Linked DNA regions of Anser cygnoides: region 1 is linked to region 2. Evidence: chromatin contacts called from public Hi-C data. All regions are on one chromosome and are shown on one strand. The core of a region is the stretch at or near the end of the contact, and the rest is flanking DNA. Distances in the headings are between cores, read along the strand shown. Region 1 overlaps FAM13A (family with sequence similarity 13 member A). Region 2 holds the start of LOC106046091 (probable E3 ubiquitin-protein ligase HERC3).

What was found. A called contact is a pair of places that touch in the nucleus more often than the background predicts.
Region 1: a contact with region 2 is called in a Hi-C map of liver, with 5 times the contacts expected there. The contact joins the enhancer-like site here to the promoter of LOC106046091 in region 2. A contact is called at or near these places in 2 of 7 Hi-C or Micro-C datasets (both in liver).

Annotation. Positions count from the first base shown.
Region 1 is chr4:68,962,720-68,966,484 of Taihu_goose_T2T_genome, forward strand. All of the region lies in intron 6 of FAM13A (family with sequence similarity 13 member A), which reads right to left. Among named protein-coding and RNA genes, the nearest start is that of FAM13A, 61 kb to the right of the region's middle. Within about 2 kb of position 2,407, at least 2 of the 3 cell types and tissues checked have open chromatin away from gene starts, as enhancers often do. A contact at or near this core is called in liver, where this site is marked.
Region 2 is chr4:68,842,793-68,846,347 of Taihu_goose_T2T_genome, forward strand. LOC106046091 (probable E3 ubiquitin-protein ligase HERC3) reads left to right here and starts at 2,002. Exons shown (of 25, transcript XM_066996351.1): 1 at 2,002-2,153.

The sequences.
Region 1 (3,765 bases), core at 1,157-3,656, 120 kb after region 2:
TTTTACTTGTTCCAAAGACTCTCACCCCATGGGATAGCCCAGAAATTACTTCTTGGCTTCCCTCCTGGAGTAGTGGGAGGATTAGGAGTAGGTTCTTAAAATGTTTTCAGTGAACGCATCAAGTAATGAATGGCTGTGCCAGATATCTGCTGTGGGAACAGGGCTTATCCTGTGTGCTGTGCAGCAGGTCACTAGGTTCTTTGCTTGCACCTGTTAGTTCAATTGCCAGAGCATGGCACAGCAAGAAAACAATGTTGTTTTTCTTGTATCATGTTATTTTCAAAGTGGGCTTCTTCCAAAGCTCTGATAATTTAATGGATTGTGTCTTCTTACTGGGGTTCAGTTATCCTGCGATCACATGGTTGTTGGGGAATGAGTCCCCTTCATTTCTCAAAGGGGCTGCTGCTTTCTTGTCACATGCTTAACATAAGATTTGGGACAAAGAAACAGCTGGGATGATGTTGGAGAGAAGGAGAAAGGCTGACGGGTTTGCAGGCACTTCAAACTGCTGAGTCTGAACAAAGGAGCAGGCCTCACGATTCGTATTTGGTGAATGTGGCTTTTTACTTCACTTAAAGGTAAGCTGCCTTCCTTGTTGGCAAGGAAGGCAGTCTGGCAGAGTTACCCTCTAGGAAAACCCTCTAGAAATAGCTCCTCTTCTTCAGCTAATGACATAACAGAAAGGAATCATCATTTTGCAAGAGTGCCCCATGAGCCCTTCTGGCTCCGAAAACAGATGATGGGAAAAGATGACTGCGCTCAGGCTTGGCGGGACAAACTGACTTTGGCAGGAGGCTCTAAGAGAAGAGTGAGCTGGGTGAGAATAACTTGATCTCTCTGCCTAGAGCTGGAAGACACATCTACCACAGAAGCAAGGGAGATCCTGGCAAAAGGACAAATTTGACTAGATCTATAACAACCTGACTGCATTTGCCTGGAGAACAGCCCTCTCAGGCCAGTCATGGGGATTTTTCCAAACTCAGATGTGTGTACATCAAGAAACATGAATTATTGTTTATGTGCAGCCAAATACAATGATGCTGGGCTCAAGCAGTGTTACCACAAGTACAGCTCAGTGTTGTACCCCTCATTTGCATCATCAGCTTTGAGTCTAACCATTCCATACGTGTCCAAGCTGTGCAAACTTGCTCCTATTCTGCAGCAGGCCAATCTGAACAGTGTTAAAAGTGACACAAGTGAATGACAAAGGAAAAAGAAAAATCATTGTAAGCCTACGTTTAGGTATCAGGAACATCCAGAATGACAAGAGAAAGGCTAAAAGCTTGCAATTGCCCAACCCAAATTCAGAGGCCAGGAAAAAAATCTACTTTTTCCTACCCAAATGAATTAATCAAGTGAAAGCTAACAAAGGTTTAGAGGAAACTTCCTTTAATCTCTGTGATGCTCAGAGGCCTTCACAGAATGGTGGGCACTTTATTTATTTATTTATTTATTTATTTATTCATTCAAATTTAACACTTCCTGGAAGATTTTTTGTTTTGTTTTGTTTTTAAAGGAAGCATATATAAATTTTATAAAATATGGTGCACTGCTAGCTTTACTCCCAACAGAGTAATTGCTCCACTGTGTTTAGGTCAGTCTTGTCAAAGCCTTAATGAGTGGAAGTCATCAACATCCAAGCAGCCTTTAGTAATTTCTTCGCAATTACCCAGTGACCTCTCTTTGTAGTTATCCCTAGTGCAAACACACTGCTTCCAGAATGTGCAGAATGACAAGGAAAACTTTGGTGCAGAAACAGAACTATCTTCGCACCTCCTAAATGCAACGTTTTCAGGACAGGAGGAAGGCACTGAGTCAATACGAGAAAGTGTAATTTGTAGATAAGCAGTCAGTCAGGAATCCCATTCCTCAAAAAAGATAATATGAGAGGAAATCTCTCATGGTGACTGACTGTGAGAGGGGGATTTTACAACACTGAAACTGCTCAGAGACAAACAGATATAGGCAAAGTGACAAGAGCGCTGAGTGACAACCCTGCCCTGCCACCAACAGCCTTTTCTTAAAGTAGACAGCTGACCAATTTGTTTAATACTTTGTTTAAAAATATACACGGGTGTCATGGGAAATCACAGCTAAAGTCCATCAGTCAGTACTGCCAACGTGCTGAATACAACGTCCAAATACACAGTTCTTTCAGCTGAACCGGGAAATTGCAACACCAAATAAGCCTGGCTGAGAACTCACTGACCTCTGTACGCTGATCTTCCTGCAGACTGCCTGCAGGAAGCAGGCTGAGGTCCCCTCTGGGAAGCAGCACAGGAAGGAGCACCTCACAGCTTCAGGTGACTGAAAACTGCTTGCTCTGCAAAGCTACTGGAAACAAGGCACACCATGATGATCTTCCTTAGCTAAACAATGCGCTACACACATCAGGAGACAGGCTAAAGAAGCTATAGGAAAGGGAACTACTCACTCACTGGAGTACAAATAGGTAAAGCCACAGTGCAGAGGTTTTACATCTTCCCTAGATGCCAGTAAGAGAAGTAGTGATGGGTGTTTTGGTTTTTAAAAACACAAATATTAAAAACAAAACAATTTCAAAGCTGGCTTAAATTCCTTATGATCTATGACGTGTTCTCCCATAAGAGACCACCAATCTTTTCGTTTGAAAAGAACTTCAAAATTTCCACAAATATTTGTACCTTATATCCTACAGCAAAAACTTCTACCAGGTACCAGGACGCCACCAGCCTCATGAGATGAGGGGACTTTCTCCTCACAGCTAAAGCAGATAAGAAAGAAATGAACTAGACAAAATAAATAACCCTTCTAGGTGAGAGGGCAATGCATGAGATACATGAAGGGAGCCATTTTTTTTTGCTCGGATATGATTCAGGTTATTACTCAATTACCATGAACTTGCTGTAGTCCCCTACTCTTTTGTAAGGCTGCTGGATGCTGTTCCAGGAAACAGGAAAAGCTAATACGCTTGACTTATGGATTGAAAGAAGAATTTCTGTTTCCCTCTACATCTAATGGCATTAACGAGCTGCTTTTTACAGGTAACGATGGTCAGACCTTTGTTTGGCTTATGATTCTTGCTGCTTCTAAGATGAACCTCCACTTCTGTGGCACAGGTCAGGGGATCAGATGCAAAATGCTCTCCATCCCACAAGCCATAATTTGTCACCAGGTAAATCTTGTATAGAGAGGCAGAAATAAGATAACAAAGTAAATAGGAAGGTTAGAATAGCCTAATGGACAAAACCTAATCTAAGCAGTAACCAGTGCAGGGTGGATGAGAGAGGGCAAATGTTTGAAAAAATAAACTGAAATCCACCCAGGTGACTTGCATGGGAAAAATCTACATAATTACACGTTACTGTGACTGTCATTACATCTGAGTTACGGACAGAGAACTAAGGACAAGCTGAGACCACACCCTGACTCACCATTCACAGTCACCTAGCTTGGAGAGAAACATAAATCACATCTTTGTGGCTGTCTTTAAAAAAAAAAAAAAAGAAAGCTTTTCTTAACAACTCATTCTGTAATGCAGTTCCTAGTGCCAGCATCTCATGATGCAAGAAAGAAGGGAATTGATTGCATAGGAGGGTGGAGACAAATGTGCTTTTAAAGTGAAATGAGTCAGCTTGGAAAAACTAACTCAACACAACCTAAAGAGAGAAAGGGACAAACAGCAAAAATACCATAGATAAAGAAGTCCCCTCCAAGGGCTCAGAGCAGGGCCCACCAGAGGCTGCTGCTGAACGATGCAGAAGGTAACCGCCATCACCACTGCCT
Region 2 (3,555 bases), core at 752-3,251:
GAAACAAACATTTTTTTCCTCTACACTTATTCTAGAAGCTGCTTGTAACACAGTAAGTAGAAGCTATTATGTCATAGGTGCAATTGTACAATAGCAAGTAACTCTTTTCATGCTCAACATGCATGACCCATGCAAATACAGAAAGTGAATTTGTATCTGATAAGTGACAGAGTGCATACTAAGTATACAAACACTGGCCTTTTGTGTCTGATGCATCCTTGCAAAGATCTTTACATGGTTTGCTCAAATACTGACTGTCATTTTGAAAAATGAGAATGAAGACCTACAGAGAGTGGAAGCAAGGACAGATAACCTGGGAGGGATACAGAGACATTGTCTGAGCAGCCAGGGCTCAGGTTAGGAAAGCCAAGGCCCTTTGAGAATTAAATTTGTCCAGGCACATCAAGGGCAACAAGAAAGGTTTCTATAGGTATATCGGTGATAAAAGGAAGACTAGAGAAATTGTGGGCCCTCTTCGGAAGAAAGCGGGAAACCTAGTCACTGGGGATATGAAGAAGGCTGAGGTACTTAATGACTATTTTGCCTCAGTCGTCACTGACAAGAGTTCCAGCCACATGGCCCAGGCCCCAGGAGGCAAAGGCCGGGACTGGAAGAATGAAGAACTGCCCACTGTAGGAGAATATCAGATTCAAGACCGGCTAAAGAACCTGAAGTTGCACAAGTCCATGGGATCTGATGGGATGCATCTGCGGGTCCTGAAGGAACTGGCAGATGCAGTTGCTAAGCCACTGTCCATCATATGTGAGAAGCTGTGGCAGTCCAGTGAAATTTGCAGTGGCTGGAAAAAGGGAAACATAACCCCCCTTTTTAAAAAAGGGAAAAAAGCAAGACCTGGGGAACTACAGGTCAGTCAGTCTCACCTCTGTGCCTGGCAAGATCATGGAGCAGATCCTCCTGAAAACTATGCTAGGGCACATGGAAAATAAAAAGGTGATTGGTGACAGCCAACATGGCTTCACTAAGGGCAGATCATTCCTGACAAATCTGGTGGCCTTCTATGACAGGGTTACAGCACTGGTGGATAGGGGAAGAGCAACTGACATCATCTACCTGGACTTGTGCAAAGCATATGACACTGTCCCCCACGGTATCCTTGTCTCTAAGTTGGAGAGAGACGGATTTGATGGATGGACCACTTGGTGGGTGAGGATTTGGCTGGATAGTCGCATTCAAAGAGTTGCTGTCAACAGCTCAATGTCCAGGTGGAGATCAGTGATGAGTGGTGTTCCTCAGGGGTCAGTATTGGGACCAGCGCTGTTTAGCATCTCCGTTGGTGACATGGACAGCGGGATCAAGTGCACCGTCAGCAAGTTTGCTGATGGCACCAAGCTGCATGGTGTGGTTGAAATGCTGGAGGGAAGGGATGGGACCTGGACAGGCTTGAGAAGTGGGCCTGGGCAAACCTCTCGAGGTTTAACAAGGCCAAGTGCAAAGTCCTGTACCTGAATCTGGGCAATCCCAAGCACAAATAGAGATTGGGAGGAGAATGGATTGAGAACAGTCCTGAGGAGAAGAACCTGGGGGTGTAGGTTGATGAGAAGCTCAACATGATCTAGCAGTGAGTGCTTGCAGCCCAGAAAGCCAACTGCATCCTGGGCTGCACCAAAAGCAGCATGGCCAGCAGGGCGAGGGAGGGGACTGTCCCCCTCTGCTCTGCCCTTGTGAGACCCCACCTGGAGTGCTGCGTTCAGCTCTGGGGAGTGTAGTGATAGGACATGGGGGAATGGTTACATATAAGGAAGAAATTCTTCTCTCAGAGGGTGCTGACGCACCGGCACAGGCTGCCCAGAGAAGCTGTGGATGCCCCATCCCTGGAGGTGCCCAAGGCCAGGCTGGTTGGGGCTTTGGACAACCTATCTAGATGAAGGTGTCCTTGTCCCCTCGACACCTTTGTGCGGAGCGGCTCACTCGCGAAATACTCGCTCCCCTCAGCTGGGGCCGGGGCCGTACCCACGCTGAGGGAAGGGACCAGGCCCAGCCCCGAGCAGCCCGGCCCCGGCGGAGCCGCCCGCCGCCCCGCCCGCCGCCGCCGTAGCGCTGCCGGCCATTGGCAGCCCCGCGCCGCCCCTCCCGGCGGGGGAAGGGGCCGGACTTCCTCGTCGCCGCGGCGGCAGCGGCGGGGCTGGCGGCAGGTGAGCGGGCGGGGGCCGCGGCGCGGCGCGGGGGGCGCCCCTCGGGGCCCGGCCCTGGCGGGGGAGCGGGGCCGCGCGTGGGGCCGCCCAGCCGGGCCCCTCGGGGCTCCCGCAGCCGGCCCGGGCGGAGGGGAGGGCGGCCGGGCAGGGCTGGGGGCTCGTCAGCGCGGCTGCTTCACCGTCGGGGGCGGCTGCCCGGGGGGTGCCGCGCCCGGGGGGCGCAGCCGGCCCTGAGGTGGGCACCGGGGGGGGCCGAGGGCCTGCGGTTTAACTCCTTCGTCGTCGCACCTCGCTGCTTCATGCTCTGGGGCCTGCGCTGGGCTGGGGCAAAAAGGGAGAAGAAAGCGGGCTCGGTGACAGAAGGGAGCGGTACGCCCCTTCGTTGTGGGGCTGCTGGAAAAGGGAGCTGAAATCTCGGAAACGACGGGGAAGGGAAAAGGCTGCTCGTGCCCGCCTTGCCAGCTGGCAGGCCTCTTTGTTTAGGGATCGCTCTGTGCCGAGCGGTGCTTGTTGTGAGCACGGTATTTACCTAACTGGCTCTCCCAGGAAGCGTGCAGTCGCTGTCATGGCTGCAGCTTGTGTGTGTGTTCATGTGAGCACGTGAAGAACCTGCCTATGTCATGACAGCTGTTAGAAAAAAGGACAAAAACCATCTTCTGGTCTCCTGTCACGATCTTACACACACTGTCACGGCTATAGCTTATGCATGTGTTCATATGAGCATGTGAAGAGACTACATGTCATTAAAAAAGGAGCAAAATAAAACATCTCCTGTCATGATCTTACGTGCGCTGTTATTATTTTCCAATAATCCTCTCAGCCACCAGGGTTGGTTCCTCACCAAAGGATGTATGCTTAAGCATGTCAGCTGAGTCTTATTATAGCGAGTCTTATTATAGCGAAGATCTCCCAATCACAGCAGTTCTCCTCAAAAAACTCCCCGCTGTACCGCGTCTCCTTGGCTCTAGCAGTGCTGTGCACATCCTTCAGTGATTCAGGGGTGAGTTGTTCCTGGAATGAGGATGTTGGGAACGTTCCCTCCCCCCCCTTTTTTTTGTGGTTACATACAGGGAGTCTGCAAATGAGCAGTCCTGCTGCATTGCATCCGTTCTTATCTCTAAAACATGCATACAAAGCTGGCTGTGCTGTGACCAGTGAAGAGCGGGAATAGGTGCAGCGGTTGACTCCTTATCTCTTCACAATCCAATTTTAAAAAGGGTCAGGAATTGTAATGCCCTAACTGATGCATTTTAAAGACCTTTTCCTAAGGGCTTGCCCTATAAAAAGCTGGATTTTTATCTTTAAGATGTATCCAGCTGAGTACTAGGAATAACATTGAAAACTCAGGTAAGCGAATATGAATTTTATCCACTTTTGTGTGTATATGTGCATGTCTACGTTA